2 separate regions of the Mus musculus genome follow, and region 1 is linked to region 2. A link is a contact called in public HiChIP or PLAC-seq data. All regions are on one chromosome and are shown on one strand. The core of a region is the stretch at or near the end of the contact, and the rest is flanking DNA. Distances in the headings are between cores, read along the strand shown. Region 1 overlaps Rnf150 (ring finger protein 150). Region 2 overlaps Il15 (interleukin 15).

Evidence for each region. HiChIP or PLAC-seq counts read pairs in DNA pulled down with a chosen protein or histone mark.
Region 1: a contact with region 2 is called in an H3K4me3 HiChIP or PLAC-seq map of bone marrow-derived macrophages, with 6 times the contacts expected there. The contact joins two enhancer-like sites. A contact is called at or near these places in 1 of 39 promoter capture datasets (the C10 cell line), 2 of 15 datasets of contacts at CTCF or cohesin (large pre-B cells and pro-B cells), 42 of 484 Hi-C or Micro-C datasets (the AML12 cell line, the AtT-20 cell line, B cells and 24 more) and 2 of 115 datasets of contacts at active chromatin or transcription factors (bone marrow-derived macrophages and large pre-B cells).

The regions. Positions count from the first base shown.
Region 1 is chr8:83,083,821-83,089,069 of GRCm38.p6, forward strand. It overlaps Rnf150 (ring finger protein 150), which reads left to right. Exons shown (of 7, transcript NM_177378.4): 7 at 1-5,249. Among named protein-coding and RNA genes, the nearest start is that of Tbc1d9, 79 kb to the right of the region's middle. Within about 2 kb of position 3,006, at least 47 of the 459 cell types and tissues checked have an H3K27ac peak or open chromatin away from gene starts, as enhancers often do. A contact at or near this core is called in bone marrow-derived macrophages, where this site is marked.
Region 2 is chr8:82,368,205-82,374,166 of GRCm38.p6, forward strand. The region is part of intron 2 of Il15 (interleukin 15); the gene reads right to left. Among named protein-coding and RNA genes, the nearest start is that of Il15, 31 kb to the right of the region's middle. Within about 2 kb of position 2,622, at least 20 of the 459 cell types and tissues checked have an H3K27ac peak or open chromatin away from gene starts, as enhancers often do. A contact at or near this core is called in bone marrow-derived macrophages, where this site is marked.

The DNA.
Region 1 (5,249 bases), core at 1,756-4,255, 720 kb after region 2:
AACTCCACAGTTTCTTCACTTGACTTCAGCCTCTCCCATCTTCTTGCTCTTGTTTGGGAAAAATGGTTTCATTCCCTTGGCGACTTCTTTTTAAAGTTGATGTGTAGTTTACATCGATTGATTCCCTCCGTTTTCCCTTTGATCCACTCCAGCCCATGTACAGAGGTCTGCTTAGAAGTTCTGGTTGCTGGCCCTGTGATTGGTTTATACCACGTCTTGAGATTCATAGTCGCGAGTTATCAATATGACGTGTGTATGACTTTGAGGATTGCCTCGGCACCCTGAAACAGTGGAAAGGCAGATTTTACCAAGTGTCTAAACCCCTCCAATAGGTGGGCCTTGGCGAGCCCAGCTGCCAGACAGCCACACTAAGTTCTGGATCTGCTGAGCTGCTTGCTGGCTATTTTCCACTCCACTACATAGGCTTCCACTTGCCACGCTCTGTCAGGGGCCATCTTAGCAGGAGAGAACTGTCAGGGAGGAATGCAGGTCCTCTGACTGGAGGGCCTTAGTCTAAAACTCAGAATTCCCCAAAGGACACCATGACAAAGTTCAGAGTATGTGGAACTATAAGCCTAGTTTAAAAAACAAACAAACAAAACAAAACCTGATACCCTGTCTTCCCAGGAAGATGCCTGACTCCCTGATTTCCTCCAAAGCCTTAGCAGTTTATCACCTTCATAAATGAATTCCACGGGTACGAGGTATAGAAAAGATGAAATCAGTTTTTAGGTCACTGGCATCCAGGTGTAAGCTTATTTCAGGAACTCTCCTGTTAACCCTCACCAGCCTACATGGAAAGATCTAAATAAGTCCTTAACAGTTTCTCGGGTCTTCTGAGAGCATTTGGGTATCAAGAGGAGAACGAGGTATGATCTGATAAAGTCTGAATCAAAATGTGCATCATGGGAAATTGCTAAATTGAGTCTCCTCTGAGAGTTAGAATCAAATAAGATTACAAGGAAAATAACAAATGACTATCAAAACCCACCGTACTATAAAGTGGTTTACGATTTTATTCTCTTTTTGTCTGAAACAATAACAAAAGTGTGCTGTCTTTTGAGTAGACAGTATTGTGATACATGCAGCAATTCCAGAGACATAGGTGGCCACCTGTGTCCCTCTGGACAATCAGAAGGATCTCTTCCTCCTCCTCCTCCTCCTCCTCCTCCTCCCTAGCAGTTGGCAAGGTCATACAGAGCAGGGATTATCAGGAAAGCAAGCTCTTCCCACTGAGCTGTATTTATGTATTTGATTTGAGCTTTTCCACCTCATTACACTAATATCTTTCAAACATTCGTGAGCTGTAAATCCATGCTGCCCACTGGAATTTTGAGTCCAGGGCGATGGAATTCTCCACTGCTCCTTTTCCTTCCTTCCTTCCTTCCTTCCTCCCTCCCTCCCTCCCTCCCTCCCTCCCTCCCTCCCTTCCTTCCTTCCTTCCTTTCTTTCTACTTTTAATGCATTCCTATTCGATGGTAGAGAGCAAGGCAAGGAAAATGATAACAAGCTTCAGAAAAATCACCTCTGTCAAAGGTCTAGCACATCCCATAATTAATGCCCGCCTCCAAGGCCTGAGATGCTTCGTAGCGAGGAAGCAGGTGAGTGCTAAACCAGACTCTCTCCAATGAAGTTTCGAAGATGAGTCTCACTGTCCCCTCTGTCTCAGGTGACACATCTGCACTTCTCCAGGGGGGATCTGTGTTGTGAAAACAACTGAGTCACAAAGGAAATTTTAATATTTAGTCTAATGACATTGGGGTAATTCAACAACAAGAGAAATACAAAATTACATTGCATGACCAGACAGAAAAAGATCTGGTAGGTGTTTTCTGGCCAGTGGCCAGGTAAACGCTGATTATATAAGCAAGTCCTTGACCTAATACCCTACAGGATGCTAAGGAGCCCAAGAGGCCCACCCTTAGCCTGTTGATCTGACTCCAAGGAGACCCTGTGGCAAACTCCCTGAGCCTTTGACAGTCTCTGCTTACCAAAGAGTTTTGAAGGGCTTCCCTGTGACCTTCATGGCAAAAGAAAGATTAAAAGAAAGTTTTTCCTCTTGAGATAACTGGCAAAGCTCTTACTATAGACATTGCTGCTGCCTTCCGTGATGAGGAGGCCCTGACCTGAGGACCCAGTGAGCCACACGTGGCTATGCAGCCCAGGAGTGCCCACTGACTATGCATTTACAGGCATGCATTTTTCTGGAGCAAGTGGTGCACCAACTCTGTCCAACAGAAATACAGCCCAAGTCACATGCATTTTTTTTTCTAACTCCCGATAGCCACATTTTAAGAAGCAAAAAGGAAACAGGTGGAAATTATTTAATAGCAGTTTAATCTAATATTATTATTGTTTTGATGTGCAAATGATGTAGGGTGTCAGGAAAACATTTTCCTCTATTCTTTGTTACCTATTCTAAATCTGCTGTCTTTTACACGCCCAGCACATCATCATTATTACTAGCCACAGTTCAAGCTTTCCGTAGCCACATGTGCCTAGTGGCCACCAGCCGGGCAGCACAGCCCAAGAAATGTTCCAGAATCCTTACAAGTGCTCTCCTGACTGTGACAGGAGAAAAAGGATAAGATTACCTCAGGTTTTCCCCAAAAGAAAAACAGACTTTAGCCAAGTTACCTAAGGAGACAGCCAGGGATGTTCTTATTCCATAAGTAATAGCGGTTCAAATAGCCTTTATCAACTTTCTAAACACAGTGTCCACTGTCCTCAGCAACTGTTGCTTCTCTGACGAGCTGTTTGTTAAAAAACAACAAGACAACCAACCATGCTGATTTGGTGCTGAAATAAAATTACACCCTCACTTTTATGACAAACCCTGAGACTCATGTGAGAGACTTACACCCCTCACTTCTATGACTAATCCCAAGACTCTTAATGTGACACTTAGCCAAAGAGAATTTACCTCAACCCATAGTTCTTCATCCCTGTGGCTGCCCCGTTCTAAAGCAGTAGAACTCAGAGACAGGAAAGGCGCAGGAAACCGCAGGCCGAGCCACATACCCGGTCTGTGTGGCATTGCCGAGAAAGGATCTCTGAGCTTGTGGCCATCCAGCCTCTATGTGGTGAATGGCGAGCAGCTTTCTCTTCAGCTTTGTCCAAGGTTGAGAGAGGAAAAGAGCCCTGAACTCCCTCAGAGTCACTTTCAGAATGGCTTCCTCCTGCGTGGTTAATCCTTCTAAAGGGCTGCTGCCTCCTAAGAACAGCCTTGGGTCTGGCAGGGCCTTCAAGGTCAGTTCTGGTCACACACCCAAGGGATGGATATAGTATGGAGACAGGAGATGATAAGGTATCAGAGGCAATCAGGCAGTGGTGGCTCACACCTTTGAACCCAGCACTCAGGCAGGTGGATCTCAGTGAGTTTGAGGTCAGCCCGGTCTATGAAGCAAGTTCTGGGACAGCTACAGAGACAAATACTGGGTGGAGGCAGGGGCAGAGGTGGGGAGGAGTACCAGAGGCACCTAGCTATTTCAACATTGTGTGTGACATCCTGGCCATGGAAGCAAGTCTCTCTCCAGAGATTTGTTGTTGTTGTTGTTGTTGTTGTTGTTGTTGTTGTTGTTGCTTTAACATTTTCATCTGTGGGTATTCAAGGGTCTAGCCTGTTAAGAATGGCTGTGCCCAGTGGCCATTTTCTTTACAGCCCAGACATTCCTGGGACTACAACACTTCCAGAACCAAAAGAGAACATCAGTCTGCCTAAGATTCTTGGTGTAAGCTTAGTTGGTGCTGAAGTAGATTGCATAAGCATTTAATGGCATTTAGTTGTCCACTGAATGCATATCCTTGGCTGAACACCATGAAAATTACCAAATAAAAACTTTCAAAAATTTTAGGAAAGATCATCATGCAATCTACAAAGAGAAGGTCCAGTCTCTGCAGTGCTGAGGTACTGAGGCCAGGGAGATGATGTCCTGTAGAAGAAAAAAAAAAAAATTAAATGTATGAGTTGCTCTATCTGCATGTACACCTGCAAGCCAGAAGAGGGCATCAGATCCCAGATACAGATGGTTGTGAGTCCCCAGGTAGTTACTAGGAATTGAACTCAGGACCTCTAGAAGAGCAGTCAGTGCTCTTAACCACTGAGCCATTTCACCAGCCCCCATAGCATTCTTAATTTCCCTTCCCTTCCTTGCACACACACACACACACACACACACACACACACACACACACACACACACACTTTCCCTATCTTACACCCCATTTCCTTAAACCCTGTTCCTTGGTCCCCTCCTAATAGGCCACATTCGCACAAGAGCAGGATTTGCGTGACCTGTTTCTGCCATCTTCCCAGGGTCCTTAACATTTAGCAAGCCATGCTTCTTGGAAAGAACGTACGGCAAAGAGGAGCAGAGGCACTGCCCTTCAAAGACTGGGCTGCCTGATTTCCTGAGCAGTATTTCTGTCCATTTTGGGAGAGGACGGAGGAGCAGGGGTGATGGCTGAATTTCACAAGGGAAACGACCAGTACCCTGAAGGACATCCACAGCAGGCAAGATCCCAGATCAAAGCAGGGTGAGCTAAGGAGAAAGTCTATGTGGAAAACTGCCCCTCCCCTGGGCTCGGAACTTACCAATGAGTCCCAGGGAGAGCAGGTGTTGAAGGGAGTCAATAGTCATGAGTTAAAACGTCTTGATTGTGAAGAAGATTGGGATACTTGGCTCCCAACAGCAGGCCTTTCTCAGGAGGGTCAGACAGTGCTAGTTAAAATCTTGTAGATAGGGAACTATTTTATTCCACTGTGAGCTTCGTGGTGGCATGGTGTTATCATCCCATAACTAATGAAGTGAATGTAGATCCCAGATGTGGACTTTAATTAATTTAATCAGTTCCTTGTTCTGTAAGAGCCTGTCTCACTCACTCACTCTCTCCCTGTCCTATGTCCTTCATAATCAAATGGCTTTTTCTTGAACCTCAGTGCCCAGATCCTCTAAACTGGTGGCATTACAGATGCTCACCCTCACTGCAGAGCTGTTTGCTCTTTAGCCACTTGATATGTGTTCATTGATGAGGGGGAAGAGGAAGAAGAGGAAGAGGAGGAGGAGGAAGAAGAGGAAGAGGAGGAGGGGGGAAGGAGGAGGATGTGGGAGTGTGCTTCTTGTAAGACCTCTAAAGAGGCAGACAGGAAAATCTACAGAGAAAGGAGAGACAGTTGAGTGACCCAAAGTCATTGCTGGGTAGAAATTCTCTGGTGTGCGGTTCTTTGGCCAGCAGTGACCTTGGAGAAA
Region 2 (5,962 bases), core at 1,372-3,871:
CTGAATCACAGCAACATTGATAGGAAACATTATCATCATGTTAAATGTAATAAAGCTTCAGTACAAAGAAGTTGCATGTTGTCTTATACGATTGACATGATAAAATGCCATAACCCAGACAACTTGGGAAAGAGAGGGTTTATTTTGCTTACACTTCCACACCACAATTCATCACTGAAGAAAGCAGGACAAGAACTCAAAATGGGCAGGGACCTAAAGACAGGAGCTGATGCAGAGGTCATGGAGGGGTGCTGCTTAATGGCTTGCTCCCTATGCCTTGCTCAGCCTGCCTTCTAAGAGAACCCAGGACCACCAGTTCAGGAGTGAACTCACCCACAATGAGCTGAGCCATCCCCCATCAGTCACTAAGAAAATGTCCTACAGGCTTCCCTACAGCCCTATTTTATGGAGGCATCCTTTCAATCAAGAATCTCTTCTCTCAGATGGCCTTACCTTGTTGACACAAGGTATCTTACTGCACAAGTGCCCAGATGATAGCAGCACCAGAACAGAAAGTCAGGAAGCCTCTTTTGAGAATTAAGCCAGGGGTATCTCCAATGTTAACTGTCCCCACTACTTGGCTTCTTAAGGATGCCACCTTGGAGATGAAATGTGGTCTAAATCTGGTTTCTCCATACGAAGAGAAGAAATTCAATCGGTGAAGACTCACTATGAGGATGACCTACATTCTGATATTCTTCCAGGAGAGAGGGACAACAAATTAAAACAAAGCAGAAGCCACCATGCATGGACTGACTTCTCATTCCAGGGCTGGTACCCATGGGAAGGGAGTAGAACATCATTGGTAGTGAACTGAGTACGCTGTATCCAGAATTACCAACACAAAAGCCATCCCAGTCTGGAAGCAACCATGTGACAGTGTGATAAGGATGAGAGTTAGTCAGGCAAAGAAGGACTGAGTTAACAGACACAAACCTCCTCTCTGGAAGATAAAGAGATTTCTGCCAAAACTCACAGGGAACTTGAAAGAGAGCTGAGGCGTTTGTACTGGAGCAGCAGTTGCAAGATTGCCTAAAGGAAGCTGAACCCAGCCAGCATGTCAGAGAAAATGTATCCATGTAGCTTGGGAGACAGACAGGGTCAGGAGAGCACCAGTGTGTCCTCACATAAAGCCCTCCATTCAGAAGACAAGGGTATGCATATGTTCTAGGTTTGTGTGACATTAATGCAGAAGCAATCATTAATAAAATTACAAAATGTTGTCAACACAATTATATAATATGTATTAATAAAGAGAATTTGTTCCCTCTACAATCTTTCTGTGCTCAAATTATATTTCTGGTACAATGGCTTTACTAACTATGACAATAGACAGAGCTTAATGTCTCATAATAAAAATGTTAACAATGCCAGACTATAGAATATTAACATAGCCCGTAGTACCAGAAAATTTAAATGAAGAGATTAAATAAATAAGTTCATTAAGGGTTGATGGTAATAATAGTTCTACATGTCCATACAGATCTGAGTAAACTCCAGAGTGTTCTAAGAGTGTGTTCTATGCATTTTAAGAATAAGAGACAAATGAACACACTCACATTATCAAGCACTCCTAGAGAATTTAACAAAACGGACCCAGTGTTTCAAAAACTCCCTGTTTGATTAAATTCCACCCTTCGTTCCTCCAACAGAAGAAACAGAGCCCTCAAAAGCAGAAGACCATCTTGTTCTTTCATTTTTTTTCCTGACTGAACACAATGCATCCTCTTTTAAAAGACACATATCCTGTGAGAACAGAGCAGGAGTAAGGTAAATCATGGATGGAGAGATGGAAGTTCTCACGGTGAGCCACTGTCAAAGTTCCAGGCAGGCTTGCTCTCACTCTTCATCCCTTTTGCATTGCCCCATAGATAAGCACAGGTATCTCAAGAGATAATAATACATACACCATGGCTTTTCTTTTTAAGCATCTGCTACAAGTGCCATACAAGCTGTGTTACAGGCTATGGATCAGTCACGTGCCTAGGATATTTATGAGGCACATCTAATAATAGTCTCCATTTTACAAGTAAAAATAAGAGCACAGGAAGCTTGTGTGAGGTTGTAATAAAACCACTAAATGGCACGTCTGGGATCTAAATTCCACTCCATTCAATACTAAACACATAGAGGTTTATGCAAATATAGCCACCACTATTTATAAGGAGAAAACACAATAGCCATGACTTCTGAAATGAGGCAATTGATAATGCTCAACAAACACCAGAGGTGCCACAAAGATTGAAGTGTCAACATCTATGATATGTTGGGGGAAATGTCAATAATAAATAAAAGCTACATAACCAACATCTTTCTTATGTATTGTTCTATACCCCAGCACTATGCAGGAGAAGTAGGTTATAGAGTTTTAGGAAAGAGTATAATAATGAACACACTGGCATTACATAGAGAAAACAAGTGTAGATTGGAAGACAGGTATGCAGTTAAAAAATTTCAGGTGTGGACTTAATCCTTAAATAGAAATACTACATTACAAAAATGTCACTTTTTTTTCCAAATTTGTTCCCAAGAAATGAAATTGAAAGCAACGTTCACATACAAGAGCTGATTAAGGAAGTGAAATCGATGCCGTGCTCTTAAGTTCATCTAGAAAATAATCCATGGGTATAAGCACTATTTAAATAGTAAAAGAATAAGAGGAAGCAGACAGAGTGGAGCTTACAGTCCACTAGTTTATGAAAAGAACATGGTTCACGAGTGCTGCAATACGTCTGTCTAGGAAACCTTCTAAATCTGCATCTTGAAGCAGCAGCTTGGCCGAACCACTTAGCACAGCACATGAAAGAATTAACCCACTTTTTTCAGAGAAAGCATAGGGTCTTAGCTTATATCATGTGACAAACTGCAAACTGCAGATTTTCAAACAAAGCATCCAGAGGAAACATGTCTGATGTCTAGCTAGAGATACAGAGTTGATATTTTTAATTCAAAATGGGAAGAATAGCAGATTTGATACAATTTCCTAAACACATGAAACTCAAGAAAAATGAAGACTGAAGTGTGGACACTATCCCCCTCTTTAGAAGTGGGAACAAAACACCCATGGAAGGAGTTACAGAGACAAAGTTTGGAGCTGAGATGAAAGGATGGACCATGTAGAGACTGCCATATCCAGGGATCCACCCCATAATCAGCATCCAAACGCTGACACCATTGCATACACTAGCAAGATCTTATCGAAAGGACCCAGATGTAGCTGTCTCTTGTGAGACTATGCCGGGGCCTAGCAAACACAGAAGTGGATGCTCACAGTCAGCTAATGGATGGATCACAGGGCTCCCAATGGAGGAGCTAGAGAAAGTACCCAAGGAGCTAAAGGGATCTGCAACCCTATAGGTAGAACAACATTATTAACTAACCAGTACCCCGGAGCTCTTGACTCTAGCTGCATATGTATCAAAAGATGGCCTAGTCCTCCATCACTGGAAAGAGAGGCCCATTGGACACGCAAACTTTATATGCCCCAGTACAGGGGAACACCAGGGCCAAAAAGTGGGAGTGGGTGGGTAGGGGAGTGGGGGTGGGTGGGTATGGGGGACTTTTGGTATAGCATTGGAAATGTAAATGAGCTAAATACCTAATAAAAAATGGGAAAAAAAGATAATACAAATGTCAAAAGTTCTATAAATTAATACATAGTAAAATTATAAGATTAGTGGAGTTTATAAAGTAAAATAAATATACTAACATATAGCTCCTTATTATAGGAAGTGATTATAAAAAATTAAGAACTTTTTCATATCTTTCTATTTCTAATTATAAAAGAAATGGGGCAGATAGTTTCAAAGTATGAAAAGGCAAACATTAAATGAATATACTGTGGAGCTCTGTCTCTGTGGTATTCAGGAGAGATGTCATCTTTATACTTTGCAAAGTTAACAAAAGCTAGGGCTTTGTGAGGCAATGGAATGGGCTCAGTGAGTAGAGTAACTTGTGACCTGCCAAGAGAACTCCCGTGGAGAAATGGTAGAGATGATTTCTGAAAATTGTTCTCTATTCTCCACACTTACGCATCACTCGCATCCCAACTCTAATAATAAATTAAAAATGCAAATTTAAAAATTACTAGTCTGCATTCTCCTCCAGTTTTCTATACAGGCCGTGTGGGGATGTGACTGAAGATGCAGGCAAGGTGAGATGATGATGATGATTCTCATTTCCAAACCTTGCACAGGAAAGGTAAAGGCAGGAAGATCAGAGTCCAGGGCCAGCCTCTCTAAAGAGGTAGCATATTAGAGCTATCCGGAGCATTTCAGCTCTGCACGGAAAGAGATGCACTGAAACATGAAACACACTGAAATGATACTCATAAAAATCACCCTCCAAATCCTGCCTATCAACTGCATTCTACTCTATCCCGGGTCCTTAGGCAGTGCTTCCCACCAGTTCTTGCTCATCCTGAAAAAAAATCTCCCTGCAGAATACAAGCATGTTTAGGACATAGACTTTCAATCCATCATTTCTTCTATAAATATTAAATAACAAGTAGCATTTTGTGTGTCCTTGAATATCTATTAATGAGCAGAAAGGTCATTTATATTTCTTTTTATGCAAAATGTCTATTCAAGTTCTTTTCCCACACTTGCACCCATCCTTCTCTATTCATATCCACAGTTTCCATCAGAGAAAAAAGAATTCCTACCTGTCCCCTCCAACCCCAGTTCACCAGTTTCATTTTCAATTTCTCCAGATTGTTGTTATTTTCACCCAAGGGGAGTTTTATACAATGAGTCAGGTTTATGTTTTTGAAGATGCCTGTTTTAGACGTTGAAACTGAGTAAGAGTTGGAATTTTCCGATGAGATGCTTTGGGGAATTCCTAAGTAACAAGTCACCAACATGGAAGAGTTTTACTTCAGTCGGCTTGTTTTAGAGTGCTAGCTCACCCTCTTGTCGGCGTTGATAATTGAGCTGGTCCAACATCACCAGGACAGTTGAGCTTTGAGCTATGGACCTTTATCAGATGCCTCTAGCATTTTGTCATTAGTGACGCCATACTGTCTGGGCTACAGCTGTGTATATGTGCACACCAATGCAATGTTTATCTGTCTGTCTCTTACTCTGTCGAGTCAGTTATTGTGTATGAATTTGGGCATATACGTACCTGCTGTCTGTATGTGTGCCTATGAGTGTGTATATTTGGCATGCAGCTCCACATACAAGTGTGTGAGTGTGTACATGGAGGTCAGAGGTCAACATCTAGTGTTTCCTTTGATGGTTCTCCACCTTAAGTTTTGAGGAAGCATCTCTCTGAAACTGCAGCTCATTGTTTCATCAAGGTTGAGTAGTTAATGAGCTCTGAGGGTTCGCCTAGCTTTGACCTCAGCCCAGTGCTGGAGTTACCAATGTGAACTGCTGAATCCAGCTTTAAATAGGTGCTAGCTATCCAAAACGGATCCTCACATTTGTGGACCAAGATCCTGACCTACTGAGCCTTATTATTATTTTTTTAAACATGTGTAAAGACTATTGAATATTTTTTAACTAAATTTATCCATCTGTGAACATTTGCCTATTATTTTTCTTTGGCTTCTAGGATATGATGAATTACTTTTAGACAATAAGCTTTAATTTCTAAGATAAATCTTAATTGAACATAATATATTATTCTTTCAGTGAACATCTAGGTTCTTTTTAATATACTAATGTGTTTCAAAATTATGTTCATAAAAGAATAAGCTAGGGTATCCACCACAATATTAATGTGAACCAACATTAACTCAAATAGCCTTATTTGGAAGGTGGTATAGCATTTCATTGGCTTGAGAAATCCAGTTTATCATGGAAGGCAACACAATATAAAGTATGTGTTTTCAAACTCACAGCTTTAAGGTAGAAATCAGAAGCAGTCAAATGCACTATCACCACGGACACTTCCTAAACATTTCTTTTAAAATCCCATGTAACAGAAAGTAGAAAATTTCAGCACCTGCGGTATCCCT